Linked DNA regions of Mus musculus: regions 2, 3 and 4 are each linked to region 1. Evidence: chromatin contacts called from public capture Hi-C and promoter capture Hi-C data. All regions are on one chromosome and are shown on one strand. Each heading gives the region's core, a stretch centred on a gene start, on an enhancer-like site or on the middle of the called end of the contact. The rest is flanking DNA. Distances are from core to core; before and after follow the strand shown. Region 1 holds the start of Cyp20a1 (cytochrome P450, family 20, subfamily a, polypeptide 1). Region 2 overlaps Ino80d (INO80 complex subunit D). Region 3 holds the start of 4930487H11Rik (RIKEN cDNA 4930487H11 gene). Region 4 holds the start of Kctd18 (potassium channel tetramerisation domain containing 18).

Region 1 (2,951 bases), core at 203-2,702:
ATAGAATAAGTAAATCATTAATGTTATGTAGCTACACTGTATATTTCAAATTTTTATCTGCTGTTGATGTGGGCCATCATTTTGATGAGAAATGTCTTTAAAACCGATTTAAAAAACAAACCCTTGAAACACTCAGGGCAGTTTGAAATACATTCAGAGTTAAAAGCACAGCTCTTGCTGTGTGAGGTGGCCCATGCCTAAAATTTTAGCGACTTGTAAACTAAGACAAAATCAAACGTTTGAGGCCAACTTGAGCAATGTAGACAGCTTTGTCCCAAGACAGGAAAAAATGTGATTTCCAATCGACGAAATCTTGAGTGGAAGTATTGTTACAGCTTCAAAAAGATATGGCATGTTTTCAGTGAGGTATGATTCCTTCTTAAGCAGTAGTCATTACAGGAGCTCTAACTGCAATTCCAAATGACATGCCAAACGGTATCAAGAAAATTTGATATTCAAGCTATAAAATCTATAAATTGTTTTAGGATGCTTTCACTAAATGTAGTGCCAATAAGTATCAGGCTTTACCTTATACTAACCCATGTTAAAATTTCTGAGTTGGATAGAACAGAAGGATCTCAAATTACAGTAATGCTCTGACCAAGCAATGTTTGAAAAACATAAGCACACAACATTGCTTTGCCAGTGCTCAGTGCTTCCTAGAACGCCCAATAGTACCCTCCACTGGCTACTCTATATGGTATTATTTTGAATGAATTGATTTTGATTTAATGAGGCAGGAGCTCAGGTAACCTAGGAATTGGTTATGTAGTTGGAAATGACTAAACACTTGATTTTCTTGCCTCCACCTTCTGACGCTGGGATTACAAATGTGTGCCAACCAGCCAGGTTTATGTGGTGCTGGGGACTGAAGCCAGAACTTTGTACTAGAAAAGCAATCTACCTCCCCAGCCTCTGGTTTTCAGTTTTCCATAGAAGAAAATGGAGCTTGCTAAATTCAAGGAATTTATTGCAAATTATCAGTAACAGAAATCCTACCCACTGTCTGCCACCGTGGCCAGAAATCCTACCCAATGTCTGCTACCGTGGCTAACGCCTTTAATTCCAGCACCAGGAAGGCATCTATTAGTCAGAGGCCAGCCTGGTCTACATAGTTCCAATCTAGACAGGGATACATAGTCAGATCCTGTCAAAACACAGAAACCAGCCACGTTCACTGGAGCGCTTTTGAGCAATAAGGAGCATCTAACGGTGCCTAGCTCTTCAGCCATGCATGCAGGTGTCCAGGTGAGACTGGCTTCGGTTGTGAGTCCTACTTAAATGTACTTAAGTCTACTTTGTGCAAGCGGACTGGTGTCGCACGCAGCTTGATTCTAGCCAGGCCAGGGTGGGACCCGGGCCTGGAGGTTTCCTTGTGGCCTGTGAGTCGCCAGCAGACCAAGGGTGACGCCCAGCACGGGCGTGGCGGGGCGACCGCGGCTCCTATTCGCCGACCGCCTGAGGCCACCTCCCTCCCCAGCTGCGGGCGCCACCACGGAGCTCACGGCCGAGGACCGCGCGGGCGGGCGAGAGGAAGCATGCTGGACTTCGCCATCTTCGCCGTGACGTTCCTGCTGGCGCTGGTGGGAGCGGTGCTGTACCTCTACCCGGTAACTCCCAACTCGGGTTTCGGGGGTGCGCCTGCGCCGCGAGGACCTGGGCGGGCGGTCGGCCGGGAGCGCTTGCGGAAGAGCCACGTGGCTCCGCCCCGGCGTGCGTTCCCCGTGCGCATGAGTGCTGTGGTCGCTGAGCTGTGGTCCTGGGCGGGTCCCTCATTCTCCCTGTCCCGGACGGGTTTTGGGAGGTGGCGATCAATTCATTACCTTGGGTGACTTTGGAGACATTGACTTCTTCGAGCCCCAATCCCATTTGCTTCTACATCAGGGGAGAAACTCCTTCCATCTTTTCCTAGCATCCCCCTGCATATGCCCCGGCACCGTTGTTGGAATGGGCGAGCTGAGCTCCCCAACCCAAACTTTGTCCACCTGTCCTTTTCAGAGGGGAACCTCTCAAAACTCCGGAGTTACTGTTAAGGAACTTCCTTAAAGTGTATTGTATAAAGCTGGGCGTTGCATACATCTGTAATCCCAGCCCGGGGTGAGGAGGATGGGGTGGGAGCTCAAAGCTCACCCTGGACTACATCAAACCCTGTCTTTAAAAGAATATGTATGTACAAAGTGTGGTGGATTTATGGAAAAGTGGAAAGGTAGTGAACAGCCCCGGGTAGATGAATGGTGATGGAGATGCCCCTTAGAAGTGTCCTGTTCTGAGTTAGTGGTTGATTAGACTAATATAGAAACCACATACCTGAACTCCTGAGAAACAAAACACTGATATGAAGAAGTTGAGAGCTCAGGCCTTTCAAGAATAAGAGGACTGTGTCCTAGCCAACTGGAGCGAATGTAAAACCAGACCGGGAAGACAGATGGGTGTAAATGGCTGAAAAGCTATTCAAAGGACTTTTAAGTCTGCGTTCTACTGGAGGATTTCAATGGATAAGTGGCTATTTTAGTTTAAAGGAAAACTGGGAATGCTGTGTTGGGCCTGTAATCATAGCACTTGGATGGTGGAGGCAGGAGAGTTCAAGGGTTTCTTCCAAAATGGACCTGAGTTCTAGGCCAGTCTGGATCACATGAGCCCTTGTCTTAAATTTTAAAATTTGTATACTAGAAAAAAAATTAAAAATATATGTGGCAAAAAAATGTCTTCAATTCATTCCTTTTAAAAAATGCAAATCTTGGAATCAAGGGATTTTCAGCTTTAAAGGAGAACTTTAATTTGCAGGCTGGCCGTGTCTAATTCCCAGACACTCTGGGAGCTCTGGTGGGAGGATTGTAAGCTTGAAGCCATCTTGGGCAATGAATGTTGTGAGACCCCACTTCAGAACAATCCTAATATTATTAGTAAAGTTTTCTGATAGTCGTCCCGCTACTGTGTTAAGAACGGACTGT
Region 2 (2,951 bases), core at 330-2,829, 2.7 Mb after region 1:
AGTGTGACTCAACTCTAATGCCAACTTATAAGAAGCCATGCAACAAGCCAACAGAAAACTGTTCTTTCAGGTTAAAGAAACTCAACACTCAGGATACCTGTATCTAGCAGGGAGATGACCCCCTTCCTCACAGAGGACTAACTTTGCTGTGTGGACAGTGAGCTTCGGAGGAGTTTTAGTGTGACTCACAGAGGGAATGATTTTCTGACCTTTAGTCGAGAGTCTGGTTTACTTTAAGAGATTAAACTTATAAATAGTTATTTGACAACATAAAATGATCACTTCTCAACTCCATCTCTAATGACTATCTGCTTCTCATCAAACCATACTCTTTTCATAGAGGGGCATCAGACCACATTACCTGCCAACAGGGAACTGCTGTCATTTCTAAGCAGGAATACCTCGTACAGTAGGCTCACTAGAGAAAAATCACCTTTGCTTTTCAGCAATGTGATGGTAACTAGAAGATTTGTCCATTGCATAGTCTATCACTTGCTGGGCTACTTGTAACTGCCACTTATTGTCCTGAATTGTTCCCTAGCTGTGTAACCTACCCAGGTGTGAAAATTGCTAAGCCATTTTTACAGAAGAAAAAAAAAAAGTGTCTTGAGTATTATTACTAAAATAACATCAACAATTAAAGGAGCCCATCTTCCCTTCAGGCACCAGAGATTACAGTTGCTGACATTCATATCCTCAGAGCACATATGCAGTCACTAACTGCAGCAACTTCCAAGGTAAATCACAGTAACACAACGAACTGGCCTTTATAAATGGTCCCAGAAACCTGCAGAGACAGAGGGAGCCTTCTTTGTTACTGTCTCTCGCGCACTGAGCACTACACTAAAACTAGCTTCTACCCCATCAGGATCTGTGTAGGGTTTGTTTTTGATTCCAGTATTGCCTTACCATAAGTGCTATGATCTCATATAAGCATTATAAAAGATGCTGAATTTTTCTTTGCATATTAATACCCACCTACTATTGAGAGACTAGAATTGTTTCAGCAACTAGAGTTGTAACAAAGTGGACAAACACCTCTGGGCTTAGAGACAGATAATCTCCCAACAGGGGGCTCACAAAAAAAGCTAGAAAAAAAGCAAATGATAGGCTTGGCTGTCTGCTCTAAAACAGAAGGGAGTGTGCTTTTGCTACTCATTCGCTCTGCTATCAGTATTCCTTCAGAAGCCATCATGGGCATCTAAACAAAAGGGAGCTTACTCAATATTTTTGGCGTGAAGCTGTAGCTGGCAACATTCCTGATCAGTTCATGCCTCCTCACTCGAAAGCAAAGAAGGGCTTTTAAATGCACATAAAACAGAAAATTGCAAACAATAAAAGGTGCAACCTACTGCAAACTCAGTTTTGACAACTAAACAATTTTCAGCAGCTAATATAGGGACACATAGCCAATAACAGTCCAAATTGACTACTCCTGACTCTCCTCTCCCTGGCAAAGAAGAGCTGATAAGGAGAAGTCCGAGTGCGGCTCTGCTACAGTCTTCAGTTGATGCACACTGGAGACAAAATGCATTTTCTGGGAATACAGTTATCTAATGATGACTCTAGTGGGTGGTGAGAACAGCCTAGCAGAGAAAATGACACTTTTGAGGTGAGGCAACCACTCACTCTCACCCCATCACAGCGTACTAAAGTAAGAAACCTACTGACGTGGGCTCACAGGTCCAGCAGTCAAAAGGCTGTTCTCACAGTCCAGAAAAGAAGTGCATGGTGACACCAAACATAATTTTGCTTTGTGACATAATTTATAATTTAAAAATTTCTCAATATGCAAAAGAGGCAAAGCTATTAAAAATAAATGTTGCAATTAATTAACATGATTTTTAAGGAAAAAAGTAAATACAAACATATTTTGCCTCCCCAACCTCAGTAAATACAAAATAGGGCATATCATGATTTCATGTGGCACTTCCCCTCCAAAAGCTCAGGCACGTAGTATCTACAGAATGCCTGCTGATCACCATCATTCCTTCACAAGGCAGAGAACGAAAAGCCTTCAACAGAAGGGCCTGGTTAGACGTAGCATGGCATGAAGAACACACACAGCAGAAGTTGGAAAATACATCCCAACCTTTACCTAGCAGGAAGGAGTTAGGATCAGACAGTCCCTGACAAAAGAATTACTGTACCACATCATTTGGAGATATGTTGCCTTACTTTTAAAAATATACATATGTAAATTAGGTTGAGCTCAGGTATGAACACCTAATGGTACATGAAAGGACAGGGACCCATCAGCAAAGCCAGGCAGAGCACGAAGCTGCACCCTGCTCTGGGAGGGGAAGGCAGGTGGGCAGGCAAGAGGAAACCCCTCACACCAGTCCACAGCCACCAACTTACTGCACTACCCAAAAAGAGTTTTACCCCAAACCTTGGTACACTTAAAAAAAAAAAAAATTCCAATTTTACTTTATCCTAAGTACTTAAATTATTTTAAAAGTACCTAAGGTAAGTCAAATTATGTCTAATTTCCAAATTCTGCTTTGAAAGAACTGTTAAAATGTGTGTCCTTCCGATATTACACATCACTTCACAACTGGTACATGGATTCTACACGTGTCCTCCACAGTTCACAAATCTCACCAAAGAATCACAACTGTAAACATGTAAAAACTAGGAGCCAATGATGGACCAAACAGGCCTAGCGTCAGCTTTCAAATCTATCTGGTTTAGCGTGCTTTTGCATACCAAACCATTTTCTTTCATTACTACCTACAAATGTGTTCCATGAGTGGGGAATTCTGAAACAAATGCACAAGGAAGAAGGGGGGGGGGGGGGGTGATGGCACTCCCTATTCTGACATGAGCTCAGACTCCTGGAGCTCCTTTCCTCACAGGCTGATCTTAGTGAGCAAGGTGCTTCACTCTGAGACCACCCCTCTCTGTTCAAGATGCTTTAGTCAACTCAGTAGGAAAGAAGGATAAACCTT
Region 3 (2,951 bases), core at 319-2,818, 2.5 Mb after region 1:
CAGCAAACCTGAGTCAGAGGCACAACCAGGGAACACTTTATGGGAGAAAAAAGATGGCTCTGGTGAACTCTAGAACCACCTGTGCGCTTAGGCATTTCACAGCATCGTTGAGAGCTCCATGAAAACCCAGTAGCAAGGTGATTGCCAAGCAGCAGACACTCTGGGTGACCTGAATCAGGACTTGACATTAGCTGACTTGCAACCTGATCACTTCAAGGAACCATTTTCAATACTTTGTTTCCTTTCTTTCTCTCTCTCTCCTTTTTTTTGTATGTAAATTTCTCAATTTGAGTACCAATGAGAGAGACAGAAAGAGAGAGAGAGAGAGAGAGAGAGAGAGAGAGAGAGAGAGAGAGAGAGAGGAGAGGAGAGAGAGAGAGAGAGAGAGAGAGAGAGAGAGAGAGAGAGAGAGGAGAGGGGGGGAGGAGAAGATAAATGAAAAAATTAAAAGATGGAAATTAGAGCTGGGTGTGGTGGCTCATGCTTGTAGTCCCACCACTTGGGAGGCTGAGGCAGGGGGATTGTTTAAGGCTAGCTACATGGTGAATTACAGGCTGGCCTCTGCTAAAAAGTGAAAACCTTTCTCAAGATAACAAACAAAAGAGGATGAAAACACTTTAGCGGAAAGGAAAAGACCATATAGTCACACGGAAAAGGATAAGGTAGTAGTAGAAACAGCTTTTAGGAGTCCTAGGATAATGGGGTCTTTGGAAAAGGATAAGGTAGTAGTAGAAACAGCTTTTAGGAGTCCTAGGATAATGGGGTCTTTTTCATCCTAAAGATACAGATGTGGTTATCAAGTCGTATGCTAAGCAACTCGTCTTGGTCAAAGCTCTTCCAACACTGGAGGACTTTTGGTGGTCTACAAGGTGAAACTGCACCCTGACGGAAGGGGATCCCCAAATTGACGGAAGCAGTAATTCAGAACTAGCAAGATGGGCAGGCTTCATCAGATTTTCTAAGAAACATTCTCTCATTTTTCTCTCACTTCTGAGGAGACATGAGATCTGACATACTACTCAGCTATCTGGGGACCAGGCTGTGGGGTCGGGAGAAATTGAGAACTGGGGGTGTGGGCCTCGGGTCAGCAGTTGCTTCATAAGGCATTTACAGGGCACCTTCACTGCATGTCCTCCTCGGTGGAGGCTGAGTCTTGGCTTCCTCTGCTTCAGGAGCTCTAAGTCTGGTGGGGGTGTGGGGGTGGAGAGAAGAAAGGTAGCCGGGGGCCCTGCCTGCGTGGTGAGCAAAGGTGGGTCCACAAACAGATGCTGTGAATAGGCAGCTCATCTGTCCCTCTTCCGGCACACCCTGTAAGTAAGGGAAGCACGTTTTAGCCATCCGCCCATGGTGCCCGCAGCTCGAGAAGCATTTCTCATAGGTTAAGCATACATCGGCTTTTTCAGAAGTAAAGATCATGTCTGCCTTTGGCAAGCTCAAAACCGCCTTAGTCCCTTTCTGGGCCAGATTCTCATCTGATGTAAATCCTTGGGAGAATCAAGTTGTAGCACTGTTTTGCATGGAGTGGGAGTCAATTCAGTCTTTCCCCTGAGTTACCCTGAGCGAAACTCTACTACAGCGTCTCCATGGCAACCAGAGGCTGGCCAGTAAACTCGGTTGCCTCCTAAATCTCCCCACCCCCAGCTTCTCCCCGCTCTTTTCCACGGTTAAGAATGAGGCTCCCTCGCTCGGTGTCCCTCGCTCTCACACTCCTTTATTGCTTTGTGCTCATATCTTTTTTTCCCCCTGCAACTCCTTATCCAATCTGCTTTTAAAATCCTCCATCCAGTTTAAAAAAAAAATGAAGACGGGTTAGTCATTGCTTGACAGTAGTAATTGACCTGTTTAGACAAGACCAAGCTGATTTCAATGGGCACAGAAACCTTGGCAAACCAAAGTGGAATTTACCTTCAAGTCTAGCCAGCCTAATTAATACATTGTTGAGAATTCTGGCCAGCCACACCAAATATGGCTTTTCCACCCACTTGAAGAATTCACCAATCTGAATTCCAGCAGATACTGCAGTATCATTGTGTGTATGTGGTGTGTGTGCGTGGAAGTGTGTGTGTGTGTGTGTGTGTATGTGTGTGTGTGTGTGTGTGTGTGTGAGAGAGAGAGAGAGAGAGAGAGAGAGAGAAAGGAAGAGAGAGATGAGAGAAAAAATTATAATGCTTTGACACATGGTAAAGTAATTCTGATTAAATAATAAAGAAAGCTATGTAAGGGTAGGACTCTTGGTTGAGACATATTTACTACCAGGTGAGCAGCAATTGTCGATTGAACCTCTGTGAGCCTGTTTCCTCATCTGTACAGTGGGTTAAAGTACCTGATGCATAAAGGGACCAGCGAAGAGATTGCAGATAATAAACGGCTTGGTATATATGAAGGCCGAGTACCGCCTGAGTCCCTGGATCCCTGCTGTATGACCCAAAGCATGTGTGTTTCTCTCTTTCTTTTCTTTATTTTTTTTCTTTATTTTTTTAATTGATTTTTTTTTATGAGTCCGCATGCTCTCAGCCTAGCAACACTCTCTGTGTCTCTCCCCCAGGGGGCACCCTCCCGCCAGGGACCGAGCCCACAGTGGACACGGTGCCCGTGCAGCCCATCCCAGCCTACTGGTATTACGTTATGGCGGCCGGGGGCGCCGTGCTGGTGCTGGCCTCCGTCGTCCTGGCCCTGGTGCTCCACTACCACCGGTTCCGCTATGCGGCCAAGAAGACCGATCACTCCATCACCTACAAAACCTCCCACTACACCAACGGGGCCCCTCTGGCGGTCGAGCCCACCCTAACCATTAAGCTAGAGCAAGAGCGGGGCTCGCACTGCTGAGGGCCGAAGCAGGAACAGCGCCCCCCCAAAAAAAACCCAAGAAAGACTGCAAACACGTTGCCTCGATTTTGCACTTTTTTTCTCCTCGCCTAGTCTCTGTGTGAACCCTCAGACATCTCTCTCCA
Region 4 (2,951 bases), core at 212-2,711, 2.4 Mb before region 1:
GCTCTAGATCCTTAGGTCACACCCTGTCTGTCATCCAGCTCCTTCGCTTTAAAACGGACAAGGTTGTGGGGAAGAGCTCTCTATGGAATCTGAAACGGGCTAAAAGACAAAGTTTAAGATCCTCACCCCTGGAAATCTGCAGCTTCTACACTTTCATAGTAAGTGAAAAACTTACTGCTAAACTCAACTGAATCCATGCCAATTCAGTGTTACTAAATGATCAACTAAAATCCTTCCCCACAGACACCAACTTCACCATATGCCATTATGAATCTGAGAAAAGGACAATAGACAAAATTCATTAGGAACCCAACAAGGTCCAGGCCTCCAAAAACACTTACTGGCGTGACCTCCTGCTGCCTTAAAGTCCTGGAAGTAGCACTCTAACCAATCATGAAGCAGAGCAACCAACTGGTTCACACTGTTCACAGACACCTGCTCTCTAGAATTTTCTCATGTTCGTACATAAAGATTCATCTCTTGCAAGATCTTTCTGCGCGGAATTGGTACCCCTGCACAACAAACTCTCATACAGATCTTACACCATGTGTTTAAATCTCTATTTTTTTTTAATTTTTATTTTGTCCATAAGCCCAATAAAAGCAAAGGCACTGCCATTCTTAGTAATCTCCATTTACTGAATGCTTATTGTGTATCTGACACTGTGAAGAAACATTACCTAATTCATAGAAAAACTTTATCATACAAATTTTACTGTCCCTACTAACACAGAACACTAGGGGCAAAAAATTCACTGATGTGTGTGGTGTCTACACAGACTTGCCTGATAATAAGCAGTGGAGCCTGTCACAACCCAGGGCAGCCAGGTGAACCAGAAGGGCCAGCTTCAGGTTCTCACGGATGCTCCCACAGACCATCCCTTTAACACAACTTCCACCTGGTTTAGGCCCTTCACTGACTATCAGCTGCCATTTGGGGACCGCAGCCCAAGGCCAGGCCCCGTGATGACACTCCTCGATGCACCCACTGAGGACTCTGTTGTGAGAAGGCAGGGTTCCCGCACGATGCACCAAACCGTCGAGGATGTCTGCTGAAAAGGCAGACTCCCGGCCACATCAGGGTCTGATTCACAAAGTCTGAGAGGTGGGGACGGGCGCCGACTACACTTTTGAGAAACACAGCTCATGGGGCTCACGCCCCTTCGCCACGGCTGGACAAAACCGGGAAAGATGGGGAATCACCAGGCCCCGCCAAAGTCTTCCTGGGCCAGCGGACCCCAATTCGGTCTACAACGAAGCCTGGTACCCAAAGCGCCCGTTTCATCAGAGAGGCCGGCCGGGGCCTCCCTCAGGATGCCCCGCAAGGCTTCGGGGCCCGCCACCCACCCGGAGCCCGGTTCCTCCACACCGGCGGGCGGAGCGGCGACTGCTTACTGACCTGCGGCCGCCAGTCCCTGGGCGCAGCCGCCCAACGCAGCCGGGCCCGGACGCGGAAGTAAGCCGTCGCCTACTCGGATGCTCCACGATTGGTAGAGCGGAGCAACCCGCGGCGCCCCCGTGCGGTCCCAACGTGCAGTGCGCCAAAAGGGAGGCCTCGCCCCGGACCCGCCCCGCCCACGGGACGGCGGTGGCCACGCCCCAAGAACGTTCCTGAATTTTCCCGGAGTCTAGGCCCCTCTGGTGGAACAGGATGTTTTCCAGCCCCAGGGGAAGCTACTCCATTAACATATTAGAACTTGGATCTACCCATTTGCATAGTTTGTGGCGTGCAAAGCTTTTCCACAAGGCACACTTTATACCTGTAAAAGATGGTGGTTGGTTTCTAAAAATATTTATTAAATCTTTGGAAATTTCATACATCAGAATTAAGATGGTAGTTTTATTCTTGTTACAGGAAGGAAAACCGAGGAGGGAGGACAACCCTCCATTCAACATTCTTGCACACCCAGCACTGTATTAAGTCGCTTGTAGAACTATTTAATTTCTTCTTAATAAAACCCCCATAACACTTAAATCTTCCAACTGTATAGGGCTATGTATTTCAAGATGAGTGAAACAGTCCTGTTTTCCGGGCACTTCGCTCCTTACTAGATTCTAAAGTCCTCTTTTACAGGTCTTAGGAAAGAAGCCAGCCAGAAGTATGGCAGCCTGCCCTTCAGCTAAAAAGTCTTGGGAGACAGGGAAGGTTTGTTCAAGCTGCCGTGATTTCTCACAGGATAGAGACCAGGCTCTGAGAATGGAGCGCTGGCCAAGACAGTGTCAATAGTTTACATTTTAGTATTTTTAATCACTGTAACCAAAAGACCTGACACACACAACTTAAAGGAGTGAGGGTTTATTTTGGCCCTGAGTTTCAAAGGTATCAGTTCCTAACAGCAGGGAGCATAGAGTCCCAACCCATGGGATGACGCTAGCCAATTCAAAGTAGTATTTCCCTAACAGTAGTCCTCTCTCCAAATGCCCACGTAGACACATGTAGGCATTTGCCTCACCTATCTTATCTGGGAAAAAAAAAATTCTGCATTTTAAGCATAGCTGATCGATCAGCTTTCCTAGTGTGGTGTGAAAGTAGACATAGACAATGAAAGAAACTGAATTGAGCAGTGCTGTATTTCAGCTTTATATGGGCAGTGAAAGTAAATTTTCTTATTGCATGAGTCAGGAAATATTCTTCAAAATGAGATTTCTTTTTTTTTTGTAACATTAAAATATGTAGTATGTATTCTTAGATCATGGACTGTAGAAAGCCCATGGCTGCCTCCTCTTCCTCCTCTTTGGGGCGGGGGTGGGGGTCAAAACAGACACCAATCAAAATAGTTACAGAGGATAATGGCTACCTCAGAGTAGAGGCAGGGCAACGTTGAGTTGAAATGAATGAAGCTTGAATGGAGAGTCCCTCACTGGTTGGTAGGACTTCACTCCAAGAGCTAAAAACGTGAATGTGTTCACTTTCTGAAGAGACTCAATAATAATATTTTAGGGGAAAAAAGA

The links. Promoter capture Hi-C pulls out the DNA fragments that hold promoters and counts their contacts. Capture Hi-C pulls out chosen DNA fragments and counts their contacts.
Region 2: a promoter capture Hi-C map of hippocampal neurons shows a contact between it and region 1, with 9 times the contacts expected there. The contact joins the enhancer-like site here to the promoter of Cyp20a1 in region 1. A contact is called at or near these places in 5 of 39 promoter capture datasets (the 3T3-L1 cell line, cranial neural crest, hippocampal neurons and 1 more) and 2 of 115 datasets of contacts at active chromatin or transcription factors (astrocytes and embryonic stem cells).
Region 3: a contact with region 1 is called in a capture Hi-C map of embryonic stem cells, with 10 times the contacts expected there. The contact joins the promoter of 4930487H11Rik here to the promoter of Cyp20a1 in region 1. A contact is called at or near these places in 1 of 39 promoter capture datasets (hippocampal neurons), 1 of 115 datasets of contacts at active chromatin or transcription factors (astrocytes) and 1 of 9 other capture datasets (embryonic stem cells).
Region 4: a contact with region 1 is called in a promoter capture Hi-C map of pre-B cells, with 8 times the contacts expected there. The contact joins the promoter of Kctd18 here to the promoter of Cyp20a1 in region 1. A contact is called at or near these places in 2 of 39 promoter capture datasets (liver and pre-B cells).

Annotation. Positions count from the first base shown.
Region 1 is chr1:60,341,848-60,344,798 of GRCm38.p6, forward strand. It overlaps Cyp20a1 (cytochrome P450, family 20, subfamily a, polypeptide 1), which reads left to right and starts at 1,453. Exons shown (of 13, transcript NM_030013.3): 1 at 1,453-1,610. The coding sequence starts at 1,539.
Region 2 is chr1:63,054,347-63,057,297 of GRCm38.p6, forward strand. It overlaps Ino80d (INO80 complex subunit D), which reads right to left. Exons shown (of 12, transcript NM_001114609.1): 12 at 1-2,951. Among named protein-coding and RNA genes, the nearest start is that of Ino80d, 58 kb to the right of the region's middle. Within about 2 kb of position 1,580, at least 6 of the 459 cell types and tissues checked have an H3K27ac peak or open chromatin away from gene starts, as enhancers often do. A contact at or near this core is called in hippocampal neurons, where this site is marked.
Region 3 is chr1:62,793,164-62,796,114 of GRCm38.p6, forward strand. It overlaps 4930487H11Rik (RIKEN cDNA 4930487H11 gene), which reads right to left and starts at 1,569. Exons shown (of 3, transcript NR_040601.1): 1 at 1,390-1,569; 2 at 1,233-1,308. The region is part of intron 15 of Nrp2 (neuropilin 2); the gene reads left to right.
Region 4 is chr1:57,968,623-57,971,573 of GRCm38.p6, forward strand. Kctd18 (potassium channel tetramerisation domain containing 18) reads right to left here and starts at 1,462. Exons shown (of 7, transcript NM_001159864.1): 1 at 1,399-1,462.